Regions from separate parts of the Mus musculus genome. Here all the other regions are linked to region 2. The links are chromatin contacts, called in public promoter capture Hi-C maps. All regions are on one chromosome and are shown on one strand. Each heading gives the region's core, a stretch centred on a gene start, on an enhancer-like site or on the middle of the called end of the contact. The rest is flanking DNA. Distances are from core to core; before and after follow the strand shown.

Evidence for each region. Promoter capture Hi-C pulls out the DNA fragments that hold promoters and counts their contacts.
Region 1: a contact with region 2 is called in a promoter capture Hi-C map of cranial neural crest. The contact joins the promoter of Zfp760 here to the promoter of Zfp13 in region 2. A contact is called at or near these places in 4 of 39 promoter capture datasets (the 3T3-L1 cell line, cranial neural crest, hippocampal neurons and 1 more) and 2 of 115 datasets of contacts at active chromatin or transcription factors (astrocytes and pancreatic cancer cells).
Region 3: a promoter capture Hi-C map of stem cell-derived epiblast-like cells shows a contact between it and region 2, with 4 times the contacts expected there. The contact joins the promoter of Zfp229 here to the promoter of Zfp13 in region 2. A contact is called at or near these places in 3 of 39 promoter capture datasets (cranial neural crest, embryonic stem cells and stem cell-derived epiblast-like cells) and 1 of 484 Hi-C or Micro-C datasets (embryonic stem cells).

Annotation. Positions count from the first base shown.
Region 1 is chr17:21,706,313-21,709,234 of GRCm38.p6, reverse strand. Zfp760 (zinc finger protein 760) reads right to left here and starts at 1,494. Exons shown (of 6, transcript NM_001008501.2): 1 at 1,342-1,494; 2 at 513-624; 3 at 1-30.
Region 2 is chr17:23,584,875-23,587,874 of GRCm38.p6, reverse strand. Zfp13 (zinc finger protein 13) reads left to right here and starts at 1,623. Exons shown (of 6, transcript NM_001356268.1): 1 at 1,623-1,914; 2 at 2,301-2,437. The coding sequence starts at 2,381.
Region 3 is chr17:21,732,232-21,735,125 of GRCm38.p6, reverse strand. Zfp229 (zinc finger protein 229) reads right to left here and starts at 1,402. Exons shown (of 6, transcript NM_001164676.1): 1 at 1,168-1,402.

The DNA of each region.
Region 1 (2,922 bases), core at 245-2,744, 1.9 Mb after region 2:
ATAAGCAGGTGTAGCTGAAAAGTGCAAGCCCTGCATATGAGAGATTCTTCAGTAAGTACCAGGATTTCTAACACAGTACTATGCTCAGCAGAAATACAGAAAAGGGAACAGAGGGTTCTACAAATGATCCCCCAACTGTTACATAGGGTCAGCATGCTGAAAATATTCAGGGAGCATTTTGAGTTTCCATAACTTGAATCCTACTTCTAATCATAGCTCAATCAAAACTCAAGGGAAAAAAATGAATCTGTATTACTGGAGTGATATTATAAACTACTGAGTATCTAGTTTCATCATGGAACAAAAACGAAAGAAGCCTTACACATCCCAAAATAACAAACATGAAGAACAGATGAAATTTCATGAAAACTTTGTCTTTTTCTCTGAGGCTTTCACTTTCTTCTGTGAGATGTGAGGCTCATCTCATTCACACACAGCTCACACACATGCAGAGTAATTTCCCCAGGAACCCCGAGGAGCAAGGAAAAGTGCAAGAGACTATTGTTACTCACAGAAACAGGACTGCTGCAATTCTGCAATATTCAATCTCAGTACAAAACCCTATGAGTGAGGTCCAGGCATTTCCTCTTCTTCCTGAGAGAAGTTCACCGCATGTCAACAACCCTGAAATTACAAAGCAACAGTTTGCCCTTTGTCCATTGTCAGAGTGTTTCTTGCATCAGAAAAGATACTTTCTAACTTTGTCCCATTACATACTGTTTTCTAATGTAAACAGTGTGGCCTGTTATCCTCACTCTCAACATGCATACTGTACTTCTCTGGACTCCTGAGGTGTGCCTTAAAACCTCAGCATAAGAACACATATTTGTTATATTCACATCAGCGTGTATGCATCTCAAATGCAAAATGAGTGATGAGTAAAACCTTTATTTAAGAATTGTTAAAATTTACAAACATAACTGTGTAGCTTAGCAAAAAAAAAAAAAAAAAAAAATCCACAAACTGATCAAAATCTGCAGTTACTCCTTATGGGGCTGGTAGTTAACAAGCTCTCTGGGACCTTAAAGTCTCCATGTCAAATTCCTCTCTCTTGAATACGAAACGGGTAGACCAAGGGCGTTAGAAAATGCCAACAGTTTTAGTTTTTGCATAACAGCAAAAAGAATAGTGTTTTCAATGGTCAAAACATAAACTCAATTAGTCTAAGGGATACAGTCTTGAGAATATTCTGGAAACCACGGATAAATGGTAAAATCAGCATGTGTCCCATTTCATATGTTCTCAAACTTATCTTCAAGGGTATTACCCTTCACCAGAATTGTGAAAACGGTATCCTTATGAGCAGCAGAAAACTGAACATGCCCCTGGTCCAGTTCCTACCTGTTTACTACAGCTCTTCTGACCTGGGAGATGCTAGGATCGCCGGGCTGCGGTTCCCGCCACTGTGGTGCGGACCGGCGAGTCTCCCAGACCGTTCTACGAGGCTCCAGTGGCTGCAGGAAGTTTTCACATCTACTTGAAACTCTGGCCAGTGTCGGCCGTCCAGCCCTTAAACAAAGATTTCCTCTCAGAGAATGGAGGGTTTTCCGGCCCCTCCCTCCTGCGGCCACTGGAGCCGCCTTTGGGTCCGCCTATTATAGATAGGTTCCGGTTACGTAGGTTCTCTGACCCAGCCCACTGGTTCAAATCCCTTGTCCAATTGAGTTTTCCAGGCCTTCCATGCGGGCTTTAGTTTTCTCTTCGCTCTATTTTTCTAGACCAGTTTTCCCGCCCCGTGGAGACCGGTCCCTCCCACTCCGTCTCAGGCTGCCTTCCACACAGCTCCAGACGCCAGGCTGCTCTGCACATTCTCTGCGCAGCCTCACCATGAGCACTGCCATCCTTGACCAGAACTGGATCTAGTAGGACACTGCACCCCAGAACCTGCCCCACACTCTTGATTCGGAACCTTTCAGATGCAAGATAGTCTCGACTTGACTAGCAGCCTGTGGGCTACATACATCAAACAATAGCAGGTTAAATTCAGAGGCCAGAGTCCGATCCCCAACGGACACACACAAAATGGCAAGCCAAAACCTGAAACTCAAAACTCAGATCCAATTGGCACTGTCTCCCAAGTGCTGGGATTAAAGTTCTATACCACCATGTCCAGATATTTATGTTTATATTATTTATACTGGTGTGATTTGTAAGTATAGACCGGATAAATGCTCTGGCACATTATTTAGAAGGGTATTTTTTTCTTTAGTATGAATTTTCTGAAGTGTTGTTAGAGTTGAGCACCGAGTAAGATTTGTGACATTCTTTACAGATGTAAGGTCTCTTTAATCTGAACTCTCTGATGTCTTCTAAGACTTGTATGCTAGATAAAGGGTATATCACAATCATTGCTTTATTACGTTTTTTTCTCCAGTATGAATTTTCTGATGTGCTCGAAGAGTTGAACCCTTTGCAAAATATCTGTCACACACCTTACATCTGTGAGGTCTCTCTCCAGTATGAACTCTCTGATGTCGTCTAAGATGTGAGTCCTGGATAAAGGATTTGTCACATACCTCACATTTGTAAGGCTTCTCACCAGTAGGGATTCTGGAAAGTGTTTTAAGATGTGATAACTCAAGAAAGTACTTACCACATTCTTTGTGTTTGCATAATTTCTCTAGAGAATGAGTTTCCTGATGCCTTCTATATGAGGCATAGTGAATAAAGGATTTGTCACACTCTTTACAGTTATAAGGCTTCTCTCCTGTATGCAATTTCTGATGGCTTTTAAGTGCTGACAACTGAGGAAATGACTTTCCACATGCATTGCATTTGTAAAGCTTCTCCCCAGTATGACTTCTTTGATGTGTTTTAAGGCTTGAGCACTGGTTAAAGGATTTGTCACATACATCACATTTATAAGGCTTTTCACCAGTATGGATTCTGTAATGCCTTTTAAGATGAGATAATTCAATACAG
Region 2 (3,000 bases), core at 374-2,873:
GGGTGGGTCAGGGTGACTTTCTTTGAATGAATACTCTTTGAACCCAGGAAGCGGGTGGGTGGAGGAAGGAATCTGTTTTATGATTAGCATACCTTGGAGCATTGAGTTTACTACTCTTTCATGAACTTGTGCAGGGAACTAGGGTTGCTCCTTTTTGTTGTTAAATTTTAAAGACAATTTCTTGCCACGTAGCCCTAGTTTCTGTGAATTATGTAGCCCTCTCTGCCTGGCTTCACTTTTTGTACTCCTCTGCCTCAGCCTCCTGATCACTTCTGAGATTATAGGATCAAACCACTGTTCAGCCACTAGTATTTGCCTTTTGGAATGAAAGATCCAGTCTCAAAAGACTCGATGAGTGATGAGCTGTAGCCAGCAGGCACAGGATGAATTCCTGCAGACCATTCCGCCCCAGGAAGTGTTCTCAGGCTAAGACTCCACCCCTCTCCTAACACTGCTATGACCTGTTCTGGATGGAATGAGAAGCACAGTCACTTTCTTCCCCCTTAGAGCCTTAGTTCCCCAGGTCTGAAGGTAGCATCAGGATCTTGGACAACTGAATCAGCCCCTATTTAAAAGTTATTATATTTTGTTGTATATATGTCTGTGTGGCATGTGGGTGCAAGACACTTGGAATTCAGAAGAGGGTGTCAGATCTGCTAGGAATACCACCACGTGGGTGCTAGAGATTGAACATAAGTCTTCTGGAAGAGCAGCCAATGCTCTAAACCTCTGAGCCATCACTCCACCCCTCCACCCCACTCTCTGTCTTTTAAAAACCATAGTATCTTCAGATCTCTGAGAGTTAGAGGACAGCATGGTCTATATAGTGAGTTCCAGGGAAGCTAGGGCTACATAGCGGAGACAACAAATCCATGATATCTTATCTAGTTCTTCAGAGTTCTGTACAATGTAGTTGAACTATACTCATCCCCCATACCTCCCCCTCTCTCAAATTCACCCTGGGTCAGTCTCCATACGCCTCTATTATCGAGCCTAAATGATTCTTTTAAAATCCAATTCCTCTCCCATCTTGTAGACAGGTAGGCATCAGGGTGGGCTACAGAGAGTCTCATCCTGTTTCCTAAGTGCACTCAGGGATGGAGCACTCTGCCAGTTTGGGAGGGTCCAAAGTGCTCCAGAGGAGTAAAAGACCTTCTGATGTGTGGGTGTGGTGTGCGAGAGAGAATGGCTCTGCTCCTTCCATTCAGCGCAATAATGCTGCTCCGTTATGATGACTACAGTGCTGTCTTTGAGTCACAAAACACCAGAAATTATGTTTTGTTTTTGAGACAGTTTCTCTGTGCTGTCTTGGAACTCGCCCTGTAGCCGAGGCTGGCCTCGAACTCAAGGATTCAAGGATCTGCCTACCTCTGCCACTCGAGTGCTGGGATTAAAGGCATGTGCCACAAGGCTCAGAGCATCTTCCGTTTTTTCTGTTTCGTGTTTATAGATACCGTTGGGTATAGTAAGCGTTGAGAGCCAGCACTGACACTTTCTCCCAAGCCAAAAGCAGGTGCAGCAGAGGCAAGGGACCCCAGGACCGGAACCCTCAAATCTGGGAACTCTGTAAAGCTACAGCTGAGTTGGGGAATGGGATCTGGAAGGAACTTCCTGTTGTCCCTAATCCCAGCCTCCACCGGGCTTCTCCATCCGTTCTGTTCTGGCTGCAGACACTGGTTTCACTCTAGGGAGGGGGTCTCCATTCCCACCTTCACCCCCGGGTCTCCTTTGTTTCCTCCTTGTGTGAAGGGGATGCTAGGGAAGGCACATGGAAATCGGCTCGTGCAGTCAGCTTGCAGAAGGGGGCAGGGTCAAAGGTGGAATGCTGGCAAGCGATAATGAAGGGGCTGGACCCAGGATTGGGAAGATGAGGACACGTACCACCCAGACCACGACCACGATGATCGTTCCCAGGTGGGAAGCTGCAGCTTTGAGAGAACGGCTGACGGTGGCAGCTAATTTGTGGGTTTCAGGCGAAGCTCTGTGTCCGGCTGGGGCACACAGCAGGCATCAACGCACTGGCGCCTCCTTGGCAGGCTCTCCGCAGAAGTTTCTGCACCTCATTGACAAGAAGCCCTGATTCAGCCCTCACTTGCCATCACCTGGCTTCACTGAGATTTAGGGCTCTTGCTTCAGTGACAAAGGGGACAATACCATTCCTTTCCGAGAAACCAGAAAATATCATTCACCGCGGGGCACCGTAGGGGCTGGCAGACTTCGTATGCACTGTGGTCAGGCATGGGGAGTGCTGGACACTTTGGAAGTGTTCCTACGGTAGTGATTACTTTCCTCTTTTCCAGGTTCTTGGCTAAAACCTGGACGGGGCTCGACTAGCAAGGGAAAGAACCATTTGCTGTTTTTCCTGGCTCTGAAGTGGAAGATGTCTGCAGACAGTCAAAGCATCGCGGCTACTGAGAACGAGGAGAAATCCCATGAGGTATCCTGGGATCCTAGCTAGGGAGGGATGCCTTGAACTGTAGGAGAGGGTGTTTTCAAAACCTGTGTCTGGACAAAAGGAAGCATGAGAGTCACTGTGGGAGAAGAGGTGTAATCATGGAAAATAGCTTCCAACTGGTCTTTTCAGTGTAACTGGTTTTGTTCTGTCCAGTAAGGGGCATAGTGCCCACAGAACACAGGAAAGTCCTCTACTGCCCACTTTCTTTCTCTTGGGTTGCACCTCCTCATAGCTTACCTCTCTGTGTCCAAGTTCTAGTTCTGCCTGTTACTAGGTGTGTGCGTGCGTGTGTGTGTGTGTGTGTGTGTGTGTGTGTGTGTGTGTAATCGCCATCTTTGTGGGTCCAGGCTTGGACTCCCGGTCTTGGAGCTAGAGGATTCTGACTCAGCCTCAGGCCTGGTGTGTTACCTTGGGCAGCCCTGCTCTGTGGGAACTACTTGTGCTGTGTGTAAAGTTGACTCACTCCCACTTGTCTTACTAGGTCACTGGTAGGCTCGAAGGAGATAATGAGTGTGTGAGTCGTCTGTAAGCAGTTTGTGAGCCTG
Region 3 (2,894 bases), core at 153-2,652, 1.9 Mb after region 2:
ATAAGCACTCTGAGACACCACTGCCAGTGAAAGAATAGATGTCACAGATGGACCAAAGGTGGGAGAGCTCTGAAAGGCCTGGTCTCCAGGCCAGTTCCTATATGCATTTTATAGTCTATAAGCACAAGGTGGGGCCAGAAGGAAAGTAAGCAGGACTTCCCTGAAGCATCAAGGCAGTTAGCTTGGAGGTTTTTCAAATGCAGGTTACAGCTGACAGATGTAAGCTTTGCGGGTAAGGTAGGTAAGGGCAAGACTTTTGTTTCCGCCACCTCTCCAGGTCATTCTGTTCCAAGTAGCAAGATGAAGTTGCAGAACACTACAGCAGTGCTTTAAGTAAATCATTCAATAAATCAGTAATTCAGTATCAAATAAATGGTCTTTTCTACCTTATCCCACTTTAATTCTAACATGAAGTCTCTATGCAAAAAGCCCCGTGAAGAGAGTGTAGGCATTCCCTCTTTTCCTGGGACAAGTCCACAGCCACATCACTGGAGATCAACAAATCCTGAAATAAAAAGCAACACTTTGGCCACCTGCCCTTGAGTAAAGTGCAGGTTATGAACCAAGGGCACATTGAATTGGAGACTGTTTTCTGAAGTAAGTAAGCAGCCACAGTTATGCAAAGGTCCTTTCTACTGTGGTGCTTTGTCACTGAACATACTGTAGGGTCTGATATCTTCACACTCAGCATGCATAAGGTGACTTTCTGGACTCTAAGATGTAACATTAAGACCCTCACCTGGAATACAAGATTTTGAGTACTGTATTTACATCATAGAATGTGTGCATCTCAGATGTCAAGTTAGTGATAAAATTCTACAGAGTAAATATTAATGATTACAACTATAACTGTGGAGTTTGTGAAAATATATTTGTGATTCTTCTGTCGATCCTTATGTGACTAATATCTAACAAGTTTTTTAGGTTGACAATCCACCAGCTCTAAATGCTACTCTCTTGAAAAGCTTGGATAATTTAAAGTGTTTTGTTCTTTCCGAACTAACAAAGAGAATTGTGAGATTTTTAAGAGAATATGTTGAAAACCTTACAAGAAAAAAAAAAGTCAGGAATTGTCCAGTTCTTAGGAGCTCATGAGAGCAGAGTCCTAATGAGTAGCCCAGAAACCGATCACACCCTACTCCGCTCCAGCCCCGCAGCGCCTCTGACCTGGGAGGTTCCAGGGCCGCCGGGCTGCGGTTTCCGCCGCCGCGCTGCTGACTCTACCAGGATGCCCCGCGCGGCACCTGCGGCTCTCGGGAGTTTTCACGTCTCCGCAAGACCCTGGGCAGTGTCCTTGGCCCAGATTCTGCACTAGGTGTCCCCGGAAATTTCTGAGGGAAAGGCGAGTTTTGCTGAGGCCCTCTCCCGCTTTTGGGAATATGTTGCCTACTCTGGTCCCACCCACTATTAAGTGTCCTCTCACCGTACCCAATCCCGCCCACCTACTTCCTGTTCCGTTTACTTTCCCAAGGGTCCCAGCTATGTTGTTCTGAAAACTGCAAGTATCCAACGCCCACTGGGCGGCAGACACCTTAAGAAATGTCAATTGCCATGGGAAAGGGTGAAAAGGGGGCAGTGTTCTCTAAGGACGGCAAATTAGAGGCAGACTACAAAACAGTTCTAGAGACTGTTCAATGGCGTGAAAGCCCAAAGAAAGGGTTCAAATATCTGAACGAAACTTAAAAATGACAGAACAAAATGACTGGAGATCAAGAAATCACAAGCAAAGGGTGGAGAGAAAAATGAGGACTAAATAGATGAATCCAATAAGGCCAGGTGTTAAGGAAAACTTAATATGAAGTAACGGGGAAAAAGGAAATTCACTGGGCAGTAGTGTTGCAAGCCTGTAAAATCTCAGCACTCAGAAGGCAGAGCCAGGCCTGAGTTCAAGGCCAGCCTGGCCTACAGAGTGAGTTCCAGCACAGCCAGGGCTACATAACGAGATCCAGTCTTGAAAAAAAAAAAAAAAAGTAGAAGCTCTCAGTAAACATAGGCTATATTTCTTGGTAATCTGTTCCTGGCATTTTTGACTTCCTTAATTTTCCTGGTAAACGTTGTGCATGTCCCTTTGCGTGTGTCTATGTGTGTATGTGTTGTTGTTGTTTCTTCAGAGCAATATGTCTTCAGTGTTTATGTCACAGGTCGCGTGGAGTATCAACATCCTGAATCTTTGATGCTTTGATCTTGGGATTCTTTGTTTAAAGGCTTTCTGACAGCACATTGGCAGGCATCAATTTCTTTACAGACATTGAAAGGAATTCGACCCTCCCACCCTTTACTTGACATCAGGCACATACTGCTTTGGGTAAAGACACTGTTCTTCATGGGAAAACCTTGTCATTCCCATTACTGACTGGGACAACAAAACCCTTTTGCTCTTTAAGCAGAACATAAACAAATACTTCCGTGGCCAAGTGCCTCTCGTAGAAACTACAAAGTTAAGTTCTTCAGCCACTTAAGTGGCTAAATTTTATGAACACAGCATCAACACACATAAAATAGGACTCTAATTACAATGCTGCCTACTTGTGTTGGACTGATCAAATCTAAAATAGAACAAACATACAATTTGTGTTAAAAAAAATCAAGTAAAATATTTGGGGGTTATATCCCCCAGGGAAAAAGATTCCCAAGGAAGCCATCCCACTGAGTTACCAATTTCACAAAATAAGCCAAGTAATTATCCTTTGCTTCTCACATGCTGAAATAATAAAATATGAGTGCTTCAAATTAGAGGCAAGATATTTTTCCATTTAGCTTCAATGTTATACTAAAAATACTGTTTTACTTATTAAAAACAAATATGTACAGTTTTTAAACTTTAAAAACTATAGCCCATGTATTTTAGTCAAAATATAGATCAACAAACTGAAGAGATATCATTAAAGAAAAAC